Linked DNA regions of Mus musculus: region 2 is linked to region 1. Evidence: chromatin contacts called from public Hi-C data. All regions are on one chromosome and are shown on one strand. The core of a region is the stretch at or near the end of the contact, and the rest is flanking DNA. Distances in the headings are between cores, read along the strand shown. Region 1 has its middle 48 kb from the start of Gm23217. Region 2 has its middle 100 kb from the start of Gm23217.

What was found. A called contact is a pair of places that touch in the nucleus more often than the background predicts.
Region 2: a contact with region 1 is called in a Hi-C map of the N1E-115 cell line, with 4 times the contacts expected there. The contact joins two enhancer-like sites. A contact is called at or near these places in 10 of 484 Hi-C or Micro-C datasets (the N1E-115 cell line, cerebellar granule neurons, cerebellum and 4 more) and 2 of 115 datasets of contacts at active chromatin or transcription factors (large pre-B cells and neural progenitor cells).

What each region holds. Positions count from the first base shown.
Region 1 is chr15:72,205,784-72,209,827 of GRCm38.p6, reverse strand. No RefSeq gene overlaps it. Among named protein-coding and RNA genes, the nearest start is that of Gm23217, 48 kb to the left of the region's middle. Within about 2 kb of position 1,642, at least 15 of the 459 cell types and tissues checked have an H3K27ac peak or open chromatin away from gene starts, as enhancers often do. A contact at or near this core is called in the N1E-115 cell line, where this site is marked.
Region 2 is chr15:72,353,492-72,357,510 of GRCm38.p6, reverse strand. No RefSeq gene overlaps it. Among named protein-coding and RNA genes, the nearest start is that of Gm23217, 100 kb to the right of the region's middle. Within about 2 kb of position 2,025, at least 1 of the 459 cell types and tissues checked has an H3K27ac peak or open chromatin away from gene starts, as enhancers often do. A contact at or near this core is called in the N1E-115 cell line, where this site is marked.

The DNA.
Region 1 (4,044 bases), core at 393-2,892:
TACATTTCAGGGAGAAGCAGGTGGCTGCTGGGTTGTTCATACCATGGTCTCCCATGACCAGTCCTGTCAGAAACTGCAGCAATACCTGCATGGAAGAAATCCATGGAAGTTCAAGTCCTAACTCCAGAAAAGAGTGAGTTTTATACAGGAAATATTGACATTCGCAAGTGTTTGTTAAGGTGCGATTTGTGAGAGAACCCAGAAGCAAGGAAAATGAGCTTCAGTGAGGGAGTCAGAGACACAGCCAGTTGCATCTACAAATAATGAACCATCATGCGCTGATTTTAAATTATTAGACAGACACACACACACACACACACACACACACACACACACACATATACTCTGAGACAGGCAGGCAGGCAGGCAGACAGACAGACACGTACACACACACATACACATACACACACACACACACACACAGAGTGAGAGACAGAGAGACAGAAAAAGACAGAGAGAAAGACACCAAGAGAGGGAAAGAGACTGTGAGAGAGATGTATACCAGAGAGGGAGAGAAAGGGAGAGAAAGGGAGGGGAGAGCAGACTGTAGGAAAATGTAAGATTTTAACATTTAGCTCATGGTGATAGTTGGCATTTGAGTTTCCCATTTATTTCATAAACACATCGTGTTTTCATGCTCACATATGCGCGCACCACGTGGGAAGGGCTGCCGTGAGATCTGAGACAGCAGTGCCTGAAAAAGACTTTTCGAGTCAGACAGGATAGAAGCAAGACGATTGCTTGCTCTTGGGTCTTGGGTCATATATATATATATATATATATAACCATATATATATGGTTTTTTTTAAAGAAGAAGTTTACTTTTCAGTACAGGTCATTCAAAATGAAGACTAATCAGCTACTGCACCCTGCGTTAAAGCACAGACCATCTCCATCGTTAGTGTCCAGAGAGGAACTGGTATTGTGAGGATGTGGCTAATGGGACTCTTGCTCTTGCATACAGGGCCCCCTATAGGTGTAAGGTTTTGATTTAGGACACAGGAAGTTAAGTAGAGAGATAATGTTGGCCTGGCCTCAGGGTATGTGCTATTTATTGGTGTTCCTGAGGAAGAGGGCAGCCCACTGGGCATACTGGCCTTCAATTTCCCTACCCAGCTTTTTCCTTGCCTCAGTGGCTGTAGTAGGGAAGACACTTTCCTTCAGATACACATGGGTACCTCTACTCCTTGTGTGTTCCCTTCCTCTTCTCTTTACTCTTGGGACCAACTCTGCAGTCATCTCAGTTTTGCTTTGTTACCACATGCAAAGCACAGGCACCCACCAATATGGTATTACCTCTGCACCCCTGCAACCAAGGCACACCCTATTCAAGTTTTCAGTACATAATTGCTGGTACTTTTCGGCCCAGGCCCCACTGCTGTTTTCCCTTGCACTTTGGTAATCTCTTCAAAGCCAGGTTTAAACCCAAGCTCTATGGAGTCTTCTCAGTTGATGATTTGGGGTGAGTCACTCTTCACTCTGGGCCTCTGCCAAATTTCCAATTTCCTCAACTTGGAGGGGAGGGCACTTTGTGCTTCATCTTTACCCAGATGAACAAATGATCTCTCCACCCCCAGCTCAGCCACGCTATGGCCTCATTGATTGGTCTTGTCCACCCTCAGCCCAGGCAGGGAGGTGGCAGGCAGCGATGACTCATCACAAGAGGGGACTTGTAATGAGCTCCTTTGCTGGACGTCACTCCAGCCCTGTTGCTATGCACTGGAGAAATTCACCAGGATGACATCTGACACCTAAAGGAATTGTTACGATTTTGGTTTTCTGTTAACAACCTGTATTTTGCTAATTATGGATGTTATTGTCCTATGTTAAACCAACACAAGGTATGAAGATGCATGATCTCTAATTCCTCCACCAATGCTCTGAAGGCATTCATGTGACTGCCTTTCAAGGACCAGGATATTGCAGATTAGAAAGTTGGCAGAGAGCCGTGTTGCTTTCTGTGGTCTGTACTGTCACCGGAGACTATGCTAAGGTCCGTGGTATGTGCTGATACTGGAGACCATGTGCAAGTCTTCGATCTGTGTTTCCATTTATGGTAAAGGGCAAGGAAGTTACTTTTACCATGGTACTGATGACTGTAGACTCAGGTAAAAGAAGGCCTATATGACAACTCCATACACTCTCAAAGGTAACAGCCTAAACAGAAAGCAATCAAAAAGAACTTTTTGTGATTAAGATGCTAAAGTGAGGCTCTTCACAATTAATGACTCTGGTATGGGGTGTGTGGGGAAGGAAATGGTTTTCTTTAAGACTCTGGCCACTGGGAGTTTGATCAGGCCCCGTGAGTATCTGACAATATAAATTGGATTTCTTTTTTCCTTCTTTCTTGGGGGTGGAGGGTGTCACAGGGGTAGAGGGGCAACAGACTGGGATATGGATATGATGGGATGCATGATGAGAAATTCTCAATAATCTATAAAAATATTATAAAAAGAGAGAGTAGAGATTTGTGGATGTGCCTCAGCACAGCCTACACAGCAAAGCAGGTGATTGCTGTTAAAGTAAGAGTGAGCCAGAAAGCCCACTGAGTCGCGTTATTGCTTTCCAAGTGAAAATGAACCTAAGATTTAGAGAAAGGGAGCAACAAGTCCAATCTCAAGGTGAGACAGCAGGGTGAGGATTCGGTCTTCCAGCTCACTCCAGAGACAAAGTGCAGTATAGAGTCTCCTGCTAGGGTCTTCATTTTCTCTCCAGAAATATGTGCTCAGGGTCCCCAAGAAGCTAGCCCCTCTGTGTTTAGCATTCACAGTCACAGGAATCCCAGGGGAAATCTGACTCAACATTTTGATGCAGACAAGATCACACTTCTCCAAAGTCCCCTGCAATCTAAGCTGGGGAACCAGTAGAGAAGAGATCGTAGGTCTAGATCGAGCTGGTGAGAAGGGTCTGCCTTTTCACGCTTTATTATTATTATTATTATTATTATTATTATTTTAAGCATGACATTTTCAGTCAGCCTATGAGTTTTGACCAATTTCCTTTTTCTCATTGGACACCAGTTAGAGTTACTTTCTATCCTCAGTAATTCCAGCCTGACCCTGGTGTGAGACTTGCATATTCAGAGACTTGCAGGATACAGGAGGTGAATATCTGAAGCATATCATGAGTATATCAGCCAGACTTGTAATTTCCATGGACTGACTGTAGACTCAGCAAGCAGCAGGTGTCTAGGTTCTGCAGCAAGATCAGTCTTGACAACAGTGCTGGCTTCTCATTCAGGTTCAAAGCTTCCTTATTTGGAAGGCCACAAGACAGAAGTATGATTGGCACCAGTGTGAATGTAGAAAAGATGGAAAGCCCAAGGCAGAGCACGCAGCAAGCCCACTGTCATGGTGGCTCTGGCTGACGTTGCTCTAGTGATTTCACTGTTCAACCTCAGAAGGATGTTTAAAGCTTGGTTATAAAAAAAATCTCAGGTGGACGCTGGGGTCATCTGTTTGATGGGTGGCTGAGTCACTCTGCTGAAGAGCACAGCGGAGGGCGGGTTCTGATGGACTATAAAACCTGTGAGTGGGAAGAGACGTGGGCTGGTTTTGTTTTTCTAAATTGCGCTGTTTCCACCAAGTTCTGTTTCCATGAATCCGAAGAGGCTTTTTCAGAGCCGGGCTTGGAGGCAGCTGCAGAACCAAGCAGCCATCTCTTTCTGGCCACACAGTGCCCTCTGGTGGCCGAGAGCCTGTGCATTGGCGGCTCCTGCATAGAGGGGATGCAGGCCAGCTTTCTAAGGCTCTCTGGGCTATTTTGCTTCTTAGTAGGGGAGCTCTGGGAGAAAAGAGCAAGGGCACAGAAAACACAGAGCAGGATAGAGCAGTGTTGCTGACTTGGGCGATTAGCTGCAGTTCCTTGCCTTTTCTCAGTTCCCTGTTAAAGTAGGTGAATGGCTGAAGTACCTCTAGAATTGTCTGATACATCTGCATTTTAAGCAACCGTTCTCTGCTACATGAATTTCCTAGAACTGAAAAAAAAGATTGTGGTTATTGTTCTTTTCATAGGTGTTAGCTAGCTGCTAAAAGTGGAAGCTCA
Region 2 (4,019 bases), core at 776-3,275, 150 kb before region 1:
CAGGAGCACTGCCACAAGAAGGATGGCTGGATGGAGGGTGAGAAACCTCTTCAAGCAAATACCCTTGAGGAGTCTCAGACCCATCCGCAGAACAAAGGGAAGGTTTGGCTTTTTATAGCATTTTAGAACTAGAGGGAAAATTCACATCATGTGATTTAGTTCAACACAACGTACTTGACAAGGAGCACAGAGAAGCCAGGTATCATAAATTGAGAGCTGTCAAGCCACAGCACAGTCAGCTTCTTTTGCTTAAACTTTTATTTTTTGAGGTTATAATATAGGTAGAACATTTCTTCCTTCTCTTTCCTCCCACCAAGCCTTCCTGCGCACCCTCCTCACTTCCCTTCAAATGCATGGCCTCTTTGTTCACTAATTATTACGGCATGCATATATGTGTATACATATGTACTTCTTCAAAGAACATGTTCAGTCTGTAGGATGCTACCCACTATGTATGTTTTCAGGGATTATCATTTGGGACAGACAACTGATTGGTGAACTACCTAGGGAAAACTACCGCTCCTGCTGCCATCCATGTTGGCCCATTGGTTTGTCCTTATTCAGCTCCCCTTGGGGCAAACTGCTGTCCAGGAGAGAGTTTCAGGGAGGGGTGGACTGATGTAGGCTGTGAGACCAGGTCTAAAGATACAAGCCCAAGTTCTAATACTGTAGTTTCCCAATACAAACTGGAGGAGGTGGAACCTGATAGGAAGTGATCAGGCAAGGGGCTCCGCACTCACCAAAGGATTAATATTAGACATGAAGACCCTGAGGCTGGAGGTTTAATCTCTGAAGCACAGACTCACTCTCTCATTTTTATTTTACGTGTATGAGTGTTTTCATGCATGTCTGTGCACCCTTGTATGCCTGTTACTCATGGAGGGCAGAAGAAGTTGTCAGATCCCCAGGAACTGGAGTTACATGTGAGTGTAAGAGTGCTAGAATTTAAACCCAGGTCCTCTGGAAGAGCAGCTGCTGCTCTTAGCTGCTTAGCCATCTTTCCAGCTCAACCACAAGCTCTTTTGCCATTCTGGGTTCTACCATGGGATGATATAGAAGTAAAAGTCTCATAGATGAGCAGATGCCAGGACTGAGTCCTTAGACTTCCCAGCTTCCAGAACCACGAGCCAACTAAATCACTGAGATTTGTAACTTGGCTTGCAGTATTCTGTTACAGAAAGGTAATTCTACACTCATTTCATCTTCAAATGCATGGAAGACAGGCACTGACTCATGAAAGGACTCAGAGGTAAGACTATCTCAGGGAGGCAGTAGCCCATCCCAGGAGCCTGCCCTCCTCCATCTTTAGAATGATAAGATGGTCAATTATCTTTTCTTTGTAGACCTGCATTTGATTGTGAAAGTTCATGGCTGCTACTCATGGGCCCACAATAGAATTATTTCAGCAGAAGGATGCTTCATAGCTAATTGGCCCAGGTCAGGCATCTGAGCCAAGGTGTTTTGCTAGAGACAGGAGAGGAAAAAAAGATAGAAGGCCTGTATCCTGAGAGGTACCTCTGGGGACATTAAAATGGCTTTGAGAAGGAGCCTGTCACATCTGGTTGTTGTGATAATTAGATTAGGTAGCCTAGAGATGGAGACAAAGAGGGGCATCCAATGTATTCTGTTCAGGTCCTGGCAGGGCCCTGGAGGTGCCATTTGAAATAGCTTGCCTGCAGAGATGACCTCCAGAGAGTCACACTGGACACAGCCCAGAGTGAGAGAGGCATGTAGGCTCCAATGCCCTGGAATGTGTCATTGCAGCAGCATCCTGGCTCATGTCATGGATCTAATTGAGGGCTGGAACCTTCCCATAAGTGTCTTTGAAAATATAGGGTTTCTATTCCTGCCTCTGCAACTTCTGGAACAGCTAACATGGCTTTGGCCCTAGAGATTTTAAACAAATGTCTGGGAGGTTCTGATGTGTGTTTGGTTTAACAATCACTGGCTTCTTTGAACTTAAGCATCTGAGAGATCTAGAAACAAGGTAAGCAGAATAACTGGGAACATGTGATTCCACTGCACACTCGCTTTGTGTTGAACAGTTCACATAGGACACACACGCACACACACATACCACACATATACACACACACACACAACACACATACACACACATACACAACACATACACACACACACACAACACATACACACACACACGCGCCTTCTTAACATGTGGGCACATATTGCAGTCTTCTTTTCTGCCTTGGATTCTTTCATACGCTAATGCATAGATCTTTTGTACATGCAATCAGAGACCTTACTCTGCCCTAATTTCCTGCCTCCGAAGCATCATGAGATTGGGAAGGCTGTGTGGCAGTGAGCTCATGCATAGCATTAGTCCTTGTCTTCTTGTTGAAGGATTAAGAGGAAACAGAAAAAAAAAAAAAAAAAAAAGACAAAAAACAAAAAAAACCCCAAAAAAACAAAACCCTTGACTCACCAGTCTGAGAAACCCTGCTCATCTATCTGCAAAGTGGTGCAGGCAGAACTCCTGGCTGTAACTCTTAGGTCATGCCCCTGAATCCTTACACAATTCCACCCCTGCCGCCATGCCCTCTGTCTCAAGCCCACTGGTTGAAGGCAGATGGAATAAGTTGAATAACTATTAGGGCAGCAGTCACAACATATTCCTGATCATTAGGCTTCTCTTCTGTATTTCTCTCTGGTAAACAATCACACATGATACAAATATTGCCCCAGACATGCCTCTTCAGAGAGCTTTATCACATTCCTCTCTCTTCTCCAGAACTCCCTGGCACTTATTTGCCAAGCATTTACTTTCAAGTTCCTGCTTTCCTGTCAAACTTTTAGTCAATGTTAAGGAACCAGTACAAATCTATGCCTCTGATACTATGTGTGTGTGTGTAGATATATATATGAAAACGTAATAGTCAGAATCCATTGTTTCATGTACTTCATGCCTTGTGGGCATGTACCTCCATGGAGTTCATCATCTCATTGTGAATATGGTTGAGGTTGTTCATAATTTGGATATGTTCCAATCTTGTACTGCATCATCAATTAATTTTTTTCCTCTCTCAGTTAACTGGACACAGGAATTATGAGGCAGAGGGTGCTAGACAGAGAGAGAAGAGACTTGAGAGGGGGAGCAGGCTCTGGGAAGTAGCTTATGCAGCTTCAGATCATCCTGTCCCAGCCTTTGGCATCTCATTTCCAGATGATGATGGATTAGTTCCACACCTACAGACCACGTCTGTCATTTGCAGATCAGACACTATCCAGTTTTGTACGGACACCTCGGTGGTTTAGTAACTTGATGGATTATGATCAAGCATTTTGTGCTTGGCTGGTAGAAATCTAGAAGCTTCTGAAGTAACAGCATCTGAAGGGTTTGGTGTACCTTTTCTCAAATTCCTTAAGATCTGTGCTAGAATTCCTCTATTGGCTAAGGTATACATGCCACAAAGCCCATCAGACACACCAGCTCTTTTGAGCTATTTGGCTTGAGTGACTGTGCAGTTGTAGTAATAGCGTGGGCTAATAATAGCATTTCTTCTGGCTTTAAGTCATATGGGAAGATTTCTGTCTGTCCTTCTGTCTGTCTGTTTTTCCATTTAGCCAGTGGCTAGAGGCGCTTGACAATCCACTGAACATTAGGTATGTTCATAGAAGTAGCCTGGACTTGACCTTGGAAGAAACATATAACTGTGCTCTGAGTTCTGAAATCACTGGAAATACTGTAACAGTTCCTATGAATTTGATTAAGAGGTCCAGTAATTTGGAATGGGCTCCTCAGGGAAGGTTCTGATGACTTCTACCAGTTTGTTCATGTGATCCAACACATCTGACATTTCACCTGGAGCAGGGTGGCCTTAAAAGGACCCCAAATCACTTGCCTAACAGATGGTGTTGGCTCCTTCTGGATGTCTCTTTTTGCCTGATTACTCATGCTTAAGAAAGCTGGCCCAGCTCCCCCAATAAGCCTAATAAGTTCAGGGCTCCTGGACGATACAGACACTTGCATAGCCTTTTCAAGCTTAATCTGAGAGCTC